2 separate regions of the Oryctolagus cuniculus genome follow, and region 2 is linked to region 1. A link is a contact called in public Micro-C data. All regions are on one chromosome and are shown on one strand. The core of a region is the stretch at or near the end of the contact, and the rest is flanking DNA. Distances in the headings are between cores, read along the strand shown.

Region 1 (6,848 bases), core at 3,059-5,558:
TGGACTAAGACAACAGCAGTTTGCACGGTCCTAGGGATGCCACCTACAGAGATGTCCATGAGAAGACACTGTTCTGGAGCTGACAGGCCGCAGTCTGCACGTCAGCACGAGGTGGCACTCTCCAGAACTCCTCCTGGAAATTGCCACAGAGCTCTGAGCCAAGACACAACTTGCTGTGAGAGTCAAGACAGGTGAACACCACCACCAGTGGTAGATACCGAGCTGGCAGTGGCACGGTCGTCTGATGAGTCCTTCTCTAAAGCCATTTTCTGAGCAGCAGACACCACACTCAGTTCAGGGCTCCACGCTTAGCGGATACCCACTGCATGCTTGCTGAATGAGTGAACCAAATAGCAACGGCAAGAAAGAAGGAGCAACTGAATATATTCCAGGAAAAAGAATGTTTCAGGAAGCCTGGGTATCAGGCTCTGACTTGAGACAGCTGGATTTGGCAGGCCTACTATAGTCAACTGCTTAAAATGTTTCTTATAATCACATAATCCTTAATTTAATAAGCACATTGCATTTAACCATTCCCTTAACACACTGTGTTTAACAACTCACACAGATTTCATTGATGCTGTAAACTTTTTATCTATTACTCTCTTGCTTGTACAGCATGGCAGGTTGCTTTCTGTGGATATATTTCAGCAATAACAATAATAATAGTGACAATTTGGGGCTGGTGTTATGGCGTAGTGGCATAACCCACATCCCACGCCAGGGTACCTGGTTTGAGTCCTGGCTCCTCTGCCTCTGACTCAGTTTCCTGTTATGCACCTAGGAAGGAGCAGATGACCCAATTACTTGGGTTCCTGGCATCCATGTGGAAGACTGGGATGGAGTTCCTGCCTCCTCGCTTTGGCCTGGCCCAGCCACGGATGTTGCAGGCATTTGCAGAGTGAATCAGTGGATCAAAGATCCCTCTCTAGCTGTCAGTCTCACTGCCTTGCAAAGAAATAAATCTTTAGAAAAAATCATAAATATTGAGTTTCTAGTACACATAAGATATTGTGTTAGTTCCTTTAGTGCATCTTCCATAAGTTTCATTTGTTGGCAAAATTCAGATTATAATTCCACTTTACATATCGAGATATTCTAAATTCATTCAATGCCAAATAACTCAAACATGAATAAATGAAAGAGTCCCGCTGATCTTGTACTGCATTTTTCTGTGCGTTTCAACTTGAGAAGAACTACTGAGTCTACAGGCCTAACAAATGTTTAAGGCCCTCCGTGTAAATTAGCTTGTTTATCGTGTGCTGCAACTGCTCCACGAGTCTGCTCAGTGAACACTGAGCACTTCGCTGTGAATTTAGCTTTTAAGACTGGGCAGGGCAATGGCTGCCATACAGCCTCATCCATCAGGTATAGAGGTTTATGCATCAAGAGTTATGTTTTCCTTCTTGTCTCCAGGCTAGTGGGAAGTGCAGTGGTGTTAACTCCCTCTGACCTGCAGCCTGATCTTCGTGCAACTCCAGTACAACCTTGTCACTTGCCAATTTAAATATGCCTCAACTCTTTGTCTTTTCTACAAGGAAGACCTTGAGTGCTGGCTGTGTCTGTTAACACCTTTGTGATCAAACCCCAACCACCTTGCCAGCCCCAGGCCTGACTCCCCCTGGGACACTGCCAATGCTGGAGGAGGATGAGTTGCTAGAAACTTCAGAACATCTCACTCCTTCGCTTATGCACATTCCTTCTCTGCTCGAAATGCCAACCACAATCTTTTATTCATATTATGTTGTGACTCACAGGACTCTTTCAAGGTCCACAAATAAACAAAATATATTTAAAGATCATTGTGTGTCCATATCCAGTGTCCGGCACGTAGTAGGTTTCAATAAATATTTTTGGTTTTGATTAATTCCAGGTTAAAAAGAAAAAAGAAAAATCATATGTTTTTTTGGAGGGAAAAGTCTCGACATCCAGGAAAAGTTGTTCCCTCCTCTGGGCTCCCTTGAGAGCCTGATATTCTACTTGCCACATCATACACAATGAAATTATTTGTTTCCCAGTCTTTCTCTGGGGCTAGACTCATAGCTCCTGGGTGGCAGACATCAAATCTTACTCCTATTTGGATCCTTAACACTCTGCACAGGGCTCGGCTTATACTAAGCCTTCATAGATTTCCTGGAACTGGAAACACAATTCCAAAGGAATCGTGTGAGGTGAGCAGGGTTTGTGCCATGCCCTCAAAGATGAAGAGTCAGGACCCAGAAAGGGAGGGAACAAAGGTATTTCTTGATTCAATCTCCATGTGAAATCAGGAGCCCAGCCAGGACTGCAAAACAGGGTGCAACCCTGAATTCTGGCAAAGCTCCTCTGGCAGCCCCTGACCAGAGACGGCCACACACCTTCTTCCCCACCCACCAGCAGAGGTGGCCTTGGAGCTGCTCTTGACACGGGCCCATGTCTTCGTGGGGGGACGCTGGACTGGAAGACCCCTTAGGCTGTCCTGATCTATCCGCCCAGGATCAGGGATGAAGTCATGGGCAGCATGGCAAGGCATGCCAAGCCACAGGGCCCACTTGTTTCCCTTCCTTCCCAGGAACCGCTGGGAGGCAGTTGCAGACTTAGGGTCCTGGCTCATGTGGGGCCGACTCCAGGGACTCCTCATCATTGGAGCAACTCCCTGGTCCCAGGTGGGCATCCCCATAAACGCCTCTTTTTTCACTCAAATTATCCCACTGTGGGCAGTAAGTTGTAGGTTCTTTACTAACCACGTACAAGACGGGAGGGCGCCCAGAATCATCTCAATGCCCCTTTACCAGCCCCTCCCAGTGTGCTCCGGGCTGGATGGCTTCTCATTACCAAGATCCATTTGGAAAAGGTTCTAGATTTCCAAGGCTCTGAGTGGGTTCAAGATTCTTTGCTCCCGCGTCCCAGCCAAGCGGACTGGAGTTAATAATTCGGCGGTGAAACGGCTGCCTTCACATCACCTTCAGCTTTGAGTGCATCCGTGGTCCATGTGCTAGGGGATAAGAGAGAAGCCCTGCGGCCTGCAGCTGGGCGCCCGCAGCGCTGGTGCCAAGGATTGTCACCCTGGGCCTTCTCGGCACGATGGGCAATGCCCTGAAAGCAGGGGGGAGTATAAAAGATTCAATGTGGTCTGCGTTAAATGTCTTCTTAAGAAAATTAAATACTCAGGCTGGGGAAGGGGAGGAGGTAGTGGCACCAAAGGAAAGCAAGCACACGATTTCTTTTTAAACGGGGAGAGGGATGCTGGAGATAGAATGAAACGAATTCGTGGAGCTCCAGGCAGTGGTACTGTTCCGGGCACCTTCTGGGAAAACAGAGGCGCTCCTCGCTCAGCGCATCCGAGCAGAGTGGGCCAGAGGCTCCGAGTCCGCCCGGCTTTCCGCGGGAAAGCGCCAGGAGGATGCAGGCGCTCGGTTCAAAGGCAGAGCCTTGGCGCGGTCCGAGCTGCGCCGGGCGAACCGGTGGGGAGGCGCGGCCCGCCTGCAGCGGGGCACGTAGCCGGCACGGGGCGCGCTGCCCGGACGGCGCTGGCCACGGCGCCCGGGGCCGGGGGGCGGATATAGCACTTTGTTTACCGCCCCGAGCCCCAGCGCCGGCGGCCCGGGCCGGGAGCCGCAGGGGCAGCAGCGGCGAGGCTGACGGATGGGCACCCGGCTCAATGAGGGGCGGGGGGAGCCGGCAGGGGCGGGGCGGGGCCGGGGCGAGTGTGTCGGTGACATTGAATGGGGAGACCGGGCGCGAGCGGGGCGCGCGCGCGCGCACAGGCAGCCGCGCTCGCGCCGAGATCCCCGGCCGCGTAAGTAACTATTAATACCGCCTGGCCGGGAGGTGCTGGCGTGCCGAGCGGGGGCTGGCCTCGGCGCCGTCGGCCATCCCCTTTCATCCTTAAATACACTGCCCTCGCCTACCGCTGCGGGGCCAGGGAAGAATTAAGGAAGAAGGCGGAAAAGCGTCAATTTTCTCCAAAACAAACCGCGCGGGGCGCTGAGGGTCCGGCGCAGGGGGAGACGGAGCGGTTGCCAGTTGTTCCGAGGCGAGCCGCGGCTCTCCGGCGGGAAGGCGACGCCGCCGCGGGTGGGCCGAGCCAGGGGGGCGCATCCTCTCCCGGTGCCCGCACGATCCCGGAAGCCCGCGCCGGGGAAACCGGAGCCCGCCGCTCCGTCCTGGCCCCTGCGCGCTCTCCCGGCTCGGCTCGCAGGAAGACCCGGAGCGCGGGCGCGCGGCTGCAGCATGCGCCTGTGCTGAGCTCGGCGCGGCGGGCCAGCCCGGGCGGTGTCGCGGAACCTGCGCCCGGCCCGCGCCGCGACTCTGCCCGGCTCTTGCCATTTTTTTTTTTTTTTTTTTTTTTTTTTTTTTTTTTGGCAGCGCTGCGGACCGCTCCAACTTACATGCTCCCTTGCTATTTTTCTTTTGTGTGTGTGTGTAATTTTTTGGAGCGCTCTGGCGATCTTGGAACAGCCTCAGACGCCATCTACAGTTGAAACGTAGGTAACTGCCCTCGCCGGCACCCCCCTCCCTTCCACGCCCCCCACCCTTTCCACCAAAAAAGGGGGTGCAGCGCGGATCCTGGCTGCCGTGCGTCGCGAGCCGGCAGACCCGTGCCGATTTCCTTTTGCTTTTTGTTTGGTTTGCAACGCGTGGAGCCTGCGCCGCCGCCGTGCGCTCCCGGAGGACTGCACGAACCACACACAGCCGGGCTCCTCCGCCCCGCGTGCGATTCCCAAGGCTGCCTGGGCACCGCTTCGGGAAACCCGGCTCTGCAGCCCCCGTCTGCGCGGCCCCGCGGCTCCTCCAGACCCGCGCCGGGGGAAAGAGCGAGCGAGCAACTCCAAGTGCGGCGATTCTGCGCGTCGCTGCCGGCTTCGGGGTAACAAAAGGACCCGGGCTGCCTGCGGAGCGAGTGCCCCCGGGAGCCGGGTTCGCAGGAGACCAGGTACCCGGCGGCGCCCATCCAGGGGCTCCTGACTCCTTCTCCACGCAGCCCCGCGCCTCGCTACCCGCCGAAACCCGGGGCACCGAGGCGCCTGCAGCCGCACTCGTGCCGCCAGCGGGTCTTTTTGTCTGTCGTGCGCGATCCCCACACTCATGAACATACACAGGTCTACCCCCATCACAATAGCGAGATATGGGAGATCGCGGAACAAAACCCAGGATTTCGAAGAGTTGTCGTCTATAAGGTCCGCCGAGCCCAGCCAGAGTTTCAGCCCGAACCTCGGCTCCCCGAGCCCGCCCGAGACTCCGAACTTGTCGCATTGCGTTTCTTGCATCGGGAAATACTTATTGTTGGAACCTCTGGAGGGAGACCACGTTTTCCGTGCGGTGCATCTGCACAGCGGAGAGGAGCTGGTGTGCAAGGTAAGGAGCCGGGGGTGTTGGTGTTTGGGTTAAAAAAAAAAATTCCCTGGGCCCTTGGACAGGGGCCGGCGCGGGTGGGGAGGTCGCCGAGCCCTGAGTCTGGGGGAGGGAGATCCACCGGGTCCCTGTCCGTGGCCTGGATCCGCGGGCTTGTTCCTTTATTTGCTGCTGTCGGACTAGTTGCGAAGTTTTTAGAAAGGTTCAGACAATGGGGCGGGCTGCCGCGGGGGCGTTTTGGGGAGAGCCCGCGGCGGGGAGGGCGCGGGACTGCGCGGGGGCCCCCGGACACGCGTGCTCCCGAGGCTCCCGGAGCTCCCTGGCGCCAGGCCGGGACCCGCTGCCCAGCGACTGGGGCGCGGGGGGCTGGGAGGTTCCCAGTGGCTCTCCCCTCTCGTTCCTGCGTGGATCTGGGAATCCCCCTCTAATTTTAAGACCCTAGTGACTCGGTCCCTCTCGCAGCCATTGTTCTTCGCAGCGTGCAGGTGTTAAACCTTTGTTCCGAAGGTGCCCTTTTTCGGAGACACACAAAGGTGTCCCCTCGGGCTGTGCCCAGGGGCCTGGCGCGGGGAGGCAGTTTACAAAGACCTTGTAGCCTTGATGGGAGATTGGGTGGAAATCAAAGCCGCGGGCGCACCTTCGGTGAAGAGCGGATTGTTGGGGTCCCTCTCTCCCGTCTGTTTCTTTTCTTGTCTAGACTTCCTTGCCTACACGTCCCACCATCAACACACACCTTGCCCCGTCAGCTTAGAGCTTAGCCCTTGGAGCCCCAGGGATTGGCAGGTAGAACCACCCCGGGGACAATTTAGCTGCCTTTTTGTTTTTGACCCTGCAGGATGCCTGGCTTGTGTGTGTCTGTGTCTTTGTGTGCACCCACCGGGCACCAGACAAGAGGCTGAAGAGGGGAAGTACAGTAGAGCGCATTGCTACCCAGAATTGGACATAGATCAAGAATCCATTGTCATTTAATTTTAGATTTGCTCTCTGTTGTTTTTCCTGGGGGGGAGAGTGGGGGTCGGGGGTGGGGAGCCAGGACTCCTGCTGTCTTTGAAACAGGCTCAGTGCACAGCTGTACTACAAATAATGCATCACACTCTTACCATGAGCCACAGACTGCTTTGTGAACTTGTCTTATTTCATACTGGACTGGAGTATTTCATTGCAAAAATTGGGTTTGGTGTAGCTCTCCGGTCGGTTTTGTGATTGTCCGACTCAGACCTTAGGGAGAAACCGGAGCCGCTTTAAATATTGCTTTTTGCTTGGACTGAGCCTGCGGTATTTTGCATCTTTTCTGAGTTATTGAGACCCACAGCAACTGTGCCCATTTGACCAAAATTTAGTAGGCAGTTCAGAGCTGGACTGGATTCTCAGAAGTCCTGCAAGGTTGCACAATAGGACAGTCATCCTTTGAAATGAATGAATTCCACAGAGCTGCTGCCTCCAATGAAATATGCACAATCACCCAGCAGTGAGTGTTTTCACTCCTTTTGCTCAACTTCAGTGCAGCATTTTAA
Region 2 (7,162 bases), core at 414-2,913, 930 kb before region 1:
CATGTCTCAGCTGCCAGCCCTGTGTATTGAAGGTGTTGGGATAGCACCACCCTTGCATTGGAGGCTCAGGGGACAGATGCTGGGGTCATTGCTGGCGGCTATGGGCCTCAAAATGCCCTTTCCAAAAAAATGCGTGTGGTCCTCATACCGTCCTGGAACCAGAGCAGTAAAAAAACAAAACTAAACCAAAAAACCAGCTTCTAGAGTCTCCGTGTCCTTGCTCCAGCAGGAGCTGGGTCCCATCCAGCTATTCTGGAGAGAGTTGCCCCCATCACCCCATAGCCCCTCACTTGGCTGCTTCCCCTGCTGCGTGTTTTGTTTCCAGGCTGTGGGAGCCATGCTGTGCCCCTCTCTGAGGATAAGGTGGGAAAAGGCCACGGGGGTTTCTGCCTTGCTGTTTTTGACCCCTCCTGCCTCCTAAGCACTGAAGGAGGCCGTGTTGCTTCTACTGAAAACCAGGCAGGGACTTGATACTGGAAGGAAACTGGAAAACTGCCAGGAGCTAACCTAGGCGTCTATGGCCCTGAATGACCACCGGGGGGCACCATTGGTTTTGGTTTGGCAGCACAGCCTTTTTAAAAAAAAGTGGTCTGACAAAGGCCCCCTCCTGGAAGTCAGGGAGTTGGAGACCAATCAAGTGTGGCTTGGGCTTGGGTAGAGTGGAGGGAGTTCTTTCAGGGGGCCTGTTTTTGGCACCAAAGGGCCTCCAACTGGCACAGCCCAAATTTCAACATCACTGGCCCTGGTTGTTCAGATCTAACAACCAAGCGTGGCCTCCTGCTCTGTAGCTCCAGCATCAAGGAGCTTGGTGGGAATGCAGATTGTTGGGGTGAGTGTTTGGTCCCGTGGTTGAGACACCCATGTCTCATTTTGGAGTAGCTGCATTTGAGTCCTGGCTTCAGTTCTGATTGCAGCTTCCCACAAATGCACGTCCTGGGAGGCAGCAGGCTTTTGGCTCCAATAGTTGGCTCTCTGCAACCCAAATGGGAGACCTGGATGGATTACCCAGCTCCCAGCTTCAACCTGTCCTAGCCCCTGCCTGTTGTGAGTATTTAGGGAGTGGAGCAGCAGCTGGGAGATGGCTCTGTGTCTCCGTCTGTGTGTCGTAGTGAGAAGTCCTTCAGGGGAATTCTATGCTTGTTCACAAGTCAAACACAGACTTTAGATGGAGTAAAACCCCAGGGCTTAATGCATCTCCAAAAACAGCTCCTATCTGAGTTTCATGTGGCCAGGCCAGGGCAAGCAGTAACTTCTCGGAGCTCCCAGCAACCTGAGACCTCAGGAAGCCACCGGATGGATCCTCTGGCCTCAGCTGCACTCCTGAAAAGGAGCTTGGAAGCCCAGGACAGGTGCTCATCCTAGTCATGGGGTGTCGGTGTGACCCTTTGATACCTTCCCAAGGACCTGAGATGGGGGCCTGACCAGAACAGAGGGGATTCCAGGCTGGGCAGCGGGGGCTGGGCTGGGAGAGTGTGCGAGGAGGAGCCGACTCAGGCTGTGCCCAGATTTCTAATGGCTGCTTTCTTCCTCCAAACTGTCGGAGCCTCGAGGTGCCTGTCCTGGTGCCAGGGATCTTTTCATTGGTGCAGGAAGTCCATTCAGCCCGGCATTGCCTTTAATGAGTTTTGCAAGCAAGTGGCCTCTTCCTGTGACTCATTCTGCCTTTTGTGCACCGGAGATTGTGGTTTTGAGTTTCACTCTGGAAAGGAACCACGACTGCTGCTGCTTTCTCCGCCTGGAATCTGAACAAGTCACATTCATTTTGCAACAAAGCCATGTAAGTGGAGGAGCAGCCAGTCGTCATTTCTCCGATGGTGAAAGCATCCTTTTCCGAGATGCTCGAGGGAGCCAGGCTGGGGAGAAGCGGTTTACACATTCGTTTGGAAGCCGCCTGTTTGTCCTCCCCCAGTGGCTCCCTGGTTTCGCTTTTGTTCTTTGTCTTCTTGATTCATATTTCAGGGAATCCCCAAAATAAACACTGCTTGCAGATTGAGTTAGGCTGATGCCCTTGCTTTGATCGAAAGAGACTGAATTCTGGATTAAAGTTTGGGTTTTTCTTTCATGGAGCACACAAAAGATGATGGCAATAGGTGTAATTCCTTGTGCAGTAAAATGTTTACTTTCCTCAGAAGTCAGCTGATGGGACCCACTTAGCTACATTCTTGGGATTAGGGAGTATGTGTTAAGTGGACAAATAGGAGTCTATTATTGGATTTCCCCTCAAATTTAAGGAATATGAGGGACCAGCATCAAAATGTTAATGTTGCATCCAATTACTTTTATGTATTTTTTATAAGGAAAAGGGTTTATTGGTGGGGAAACCCAACAGACCGGAGGGAAGGGGCAAAGAAGGAAAAGAGGGAGGAGAGTATAAGAGAGAGATCAAGAGAGAGAAATCGAGAGAGCCATGTGTTCAGAAACAGCCCTGTTAAACCTGTGCCAGGGTTGGGGGGTAGTGTGGGCCGGCAGGGAAGTGGGACATCAAAGAATAGTCTTGTACAGTATAAAACTAAAAGCAATATTTAAATTAATATTTACTACTGAGTGCATTTAATATTAAGTGTAGACAACACTGTAACTCTAGTAGAGTTTCAAGTCTACTTACTGTCATGTTGTGGAAGAAATTGATGCACCCTAGCTGTGGAATAACCAGGATTTGAGGTTAGCTTGGATGGATTGGTGCTTTGTGTTTAATGTGGTACCATGTTTCATTCAGCTTTGGAGCCTGGCGTACCACCATTCAAATCATCATTCTCATTTTCTTTGACGTCTACAGAACACAGTACTGGGAAACCTCTTATTCCATATTTACATGTGTGTTGACTGCTGAGGAGCTCAGCAGTTTAACAGCAGGGGTGGGGTCCCCGCTCAGTCAGTTGTCTTAGAGGACCAGGGTGGCCACTCACTTGAGTTGGTGCACTTGTACATTCTGCCAGAGACGGCCCAGACCGCGTTGTCCCGCTCCAAGTGCTGTAAACCCTAGTTTGGGTGCCACAGGATCCTTTGGTTGCTTGAGCCATCAGCACACTGAGGGCTTGGTTTGGGATGCTTGTCACTCCTCCTTCTCCTGTGGGATTCTGATGCGTGGATGAAGCTTAAACTGAGCCAGTGGGCACCCATGGGTCAGCTGTAGCTCCCAAAGTCACGGGCTCCCTGGCAACTGTGATAGAGGTAGTTTAGGCCTGACGCCAAATTTGGAATTTTAAATATCTCCTTTTGTCTCCATGGTGGAAAATTCCCACTCTGGCTATGTGAGGTTGACGAGCAGTTTCAGCTCTGCCACTAAAATAGCCAGTGTTGTGGGCTCCTGCGGCGCAGGGGCAGCCTGGCACACGACCGGTTGGGTCCTGTGGCCTGGTCCTGTGCGAGAAGCCTCAGTGCCTCCTTCCTTGGGGCGGCAGGAGGAGCTGTCCGCAGCCGCCCTACAGAGAGTGTCTCCTAAACCTGCGCAGGTGCTGACACCTCTCGTAATGCAGAGGTCCTGTGCATCTGAAGGACAAAGCTGGCACTGCTGTTTGCAGAGAGGCAAAGCGACTTGAGATCTTCGCATATAGAGCTGCTTGGCGGAGCAAGCAGTGGCTGGTCAGATAAGAAACTTCACGTGGACTTGGGAACCCTAGGATGGGAAGTAGCATCCTTGGGGGACAGGGAGGTGGCCCAGGTCCCTCATTCATGCATCTGTTCAGGAATGGAGGCTGGTTAGTTGAGCAGCCTCAAAATCCTTAAGATTGTTCTACATCATTGAGTCACTGGAAAACAGATGGGGATGGGGTCTTAGCGCAACACCTTGAGATGGGTGTGACCTTAGGTGGTGTCTGCCTCACCTGTACACCCACCTCCCCAGCCCTGCAACACTAAGCTGAATGAAAAGCTCCAGGCTTTGGGGTGGGTGTGGGAGAGCCCTGAGGTAACCTGGACATTCATGGGGAGCAGGAAGATAGGACAGTCGCCTTGACTTTGGCCTCAGAGGAGGCGGCAGGAGCACCTGGTGGTCAGCATTGTTTTTATGAATATGGAACCATCAACTATTGTATGAAAAGTACAGTTTAGGAGTGTCAAAATGCAGTGTATGAAAGTGTAAGCTACAAACAGGTAAACTGAGGAGGTCTGGGTGTCCATGGGAGCATCTCAGCACACTTGTAAATAAAAGTCACCTTTCTGGAGGCCGCCTGCTTGTAGCTGGGTGCTGGGTGTGTTGACTTGCTCAGGAAAGCAAGGCTTCTGGCAGCTTCTTGGCCCTGGCCTGCTGGTGGACCACCTCACAGCCATGCACCTCGAGTGTCCCATCTCAGTGACAGCTGCTTTGCTGTGCTTTAGCTCCCAGGTGGCACTCCCCTCCCTGGCGGACACCTCAGGTCTCTTTAAGGGCACTGCCTTGGCCTCAGTGTCTTTCACACTGGCCCACACAAAAGCTCTTTGTGCACTGGAAACTGTAAGCTGTGACCCAACTGGAAGGTGTATTATCATGGCTGTTTTCAAGTCCCTTTTTTTAAAAAAATTATTATCTACTTGAAAGTCAAAATTCCAGAGAGGCAGAGGCAGAGAGAGAAGGAGAAAGAGAAGGCTTCCATCTGCTGCTTCACTCCCCACATGGCTTCAGCGGATGGAACTGAGCTGATCCAGAACCAGGAGCTTCTTCTAGTCTCCCACATGGGTGCAGGGGCCCAAGGGTTTGGGCCATCTGCTGCTGCATTCCCAGGCCATAGCAGAGAGCTGGATCAGAAGTGGAGTATAGGCTGGCGCTGCGGCTCACTTGGCTAATCCTCTGCCTGCGGCGCCGGCATCCCGGGTTCTAGTCCCGGTTGGGGTGCTGGATTCTGTCCTGATTGCTCCTCTTCCAGTCCAACTCTCTGCTGTGGCCTGGGAAGGGGGGCAGTGGGGGATGGCCCGAGTGCTTGCGTCCCTGTACCCGCATGGGAGACTGGGAGGAATCACCTGGCTTCTGGTTTTGGATCGGCACAGTGCGCAGGCCATGGTGGCCATTTGGAGGGTGAACCAACGGAAGGAAGACCTTTCTCTCTGTCTCTTTATCTCACTAACTCTGCCTGTCCAAAAAAAAATGTGGAGAGAGCACCCGGGACTGGAACTGGCACCAGTATGGGATGCCAGCACTGCAGGCAGTGGCTTTACCTGCTACACCACAGCACCGCCCCTCAAGTCACTTTCAACAGTCATTAGCCCCATTTCATGGAGGAGTCTTCTGAAAATCAAAAGTGCAGAGATTTGCTAAGGTCCCCCCAGTAAAAGGCAGAGTCAGGACTTAGGCCTCCAAATCCAGGCTGGCGGCAGAGTCGTCAGGCTCTGTCCCCATTTCTGCAGGTGCGTGCTGTACCCCCCCAGAGCGGCAGTCACATGGGTGGCCACTGGGGTGGTGGAGGTGCAACGGGGCAGTACTGGAGCGCTGGCTGCATCGTGTGCCCACTTGCATGCCTGCTCGCTGCATGAGCCAGCCTGCAGAGCTGCATGCACAGGACGTCCTGGCTGAACTGGGGAAGGAGAAGGGATGTGGAGTGGGGAACCAGCTGTGAGGGGCACTTAAGGCAGCTTCCACATGTTACTCAGGGTTGAGTCACTGTGGGCACCACAGTGCATTGGCTTCTTTAAAGAAGCTCACACGTTTTGAAAACGGGGTAAGGACTTCCTGTTTTGACCAGGAACAGATGCAAACCAGACCCTGTTCTCTCGCCCAGCAGAGCTTGCCCTTTCGATCCAGAACTAGCTGCCAGGACCCAGTTGTGCCTGGGTGGGAGACTGGAGCGTATGTCACGAGTGCCTGTCAAAGACTTGAAGACACAGCTTCCTGGACCTGGAAGCTTTGCCGGGTGCTGTGACACTGACTCAGCGTGAGCTGCTGGAGTAGCGTTGGGCACAGGGTTGAGGACACTGTGTTCCTCTTCTGCCTGCTGTTCTTGTGTGTCACTGATGGATCACAACAGAGCTATAGCCCAAAGCGATGACTCGATCAGTAGCTGAGTTCCTGATGTTTAAACATCCAGGGGAAAATGCCAGTTGTTTAGGGGCTGCTGGTGTTGAGAGAAAGGGGGCAGGGACAGGACATGGCTGAGGTGCTGGCTGTCACCTAAACAGTCCCATATTCCTTCCGTGTTGTAGAGTTGATGCTGACGGCCTGTTAGGGACCACGTTTCCAGCCCTCAACCCCATATCCTATGGGGCCATTTCATATTTTCCCAGCGGGGGTGTGAGGAGTGGTGACCTATATGTATCACTTCTGAGTCAAAGACGTTAAAAATGGGTGTGCCTTTTTCATACTGCTTGTCTCCATCCATCAACTTGCAGTGACTCTAAGGCAGAGCCACAAGACAGAAGGAACCTGGGCCCAAATAACTGTGTGGAAGGCAGCCTGCCCCCCATAAAATAGTGTGAGAGAGAAACTTTGAGGATGGTAAACTGTGAGATCTCAGTTTATCTTGGACAGCAGCTGCCGTCACCTGGCTGATCCAAGGAGTGGGAGCACAGACAATGGACAGGACTCAGATGGGAGAGGAACTCAGGTGGAGAAGGGCCTCCCTAAGAGGGTGCCAGGCTGTGAAGGCTGCAGGCAAAGCATTTAGGCCCATCAGTGCTTCACCCTCGGTTTCATTTGTTCTTTCTTCTCTGTGTACTTTTTTAAGACATCCCCAATTTTTAGTCTATTTCTTAGCAACCGCATCCAGAGTTTGGGGGCATAGAAGGAGGAGATGGGCCCTACGTGGTATGAAATACATGAAGGGAGCACAGCTCTCTCCAGGAGCAGGTGGCTGGAGGCAGGCAGCAGTCCCTGCCTATGGGGCACAGCCATAGGGAGGTGCCACCTCCATCCAAGAGTCCTGTAAATAATGGGGCAGGACCTGACCCTGCTGCTGTCTTGAGATTCAGGGAAGGGCACTGCCATTGGTGTCGCTCCCCCTCTTCGTGGAGGAACGACACTAAACCCTGCGCTGTTCTTTCGTCTGCTCGGCCCTCCCCGGGTTTGCTGCTGGTTCTTCCCGGGTTGGCTACTGTCCCTTCCACCTCCGTGGAAGGGCGGTTCCCCCTGGCCACATTCCCCACTTCCGCAGGGGAGCGGCACACCGCCGGCCGGCTCTCTCGGGGGCTGCACAGGTGTTCCCCTTAGATGTTCCCCTTAGATGTTCCTGGTGCATGCCGTCTCTCTCCTCCTTTA

What was found. A called contact is a pair of places that touch in the nucleus more often than the background predicts.
Region 2: a contact with region 1 is called in a Micro-C map of ear pinna, with 8 times the contacts expected there. The contact joins the enhancer-like site here to the promoter of TRIB2 in region 1. A contact is called at or near these places in 2 of 6 Hi-C or Micro-C datasets (ear pinna and an unstated tissue).

The regions. Positions count from the first base shown.
Region 1 is chr2:190,031,841-190,038,688 of mOryCun1.1, reverse strand. It overlaps TRIB2 (tribbles pseudokinase 2), which reads left to right and starts at 4,308. Exons shown (of 3, transcript XM_002710045.5): 1 at 4,308-5,337. The coding sequence starts at 5,068.
Region 2 is chr2:190,956,707-190,963,868 of mOryCun1.1, reverse strand. No RefSeq gene overlaps it. Among named protein-coding and RNA genes, the nearest start is that of LPIN1, 130 kb to the left of the region's middle. Within about 2 kb of position 1,663, at least 3 of the 8 cell types and tissues checked have an H3K27ac peak or open chromatin away from gene starts, as enhancers often do. A contact at or near this core is called in ear pinna, where this site is marked.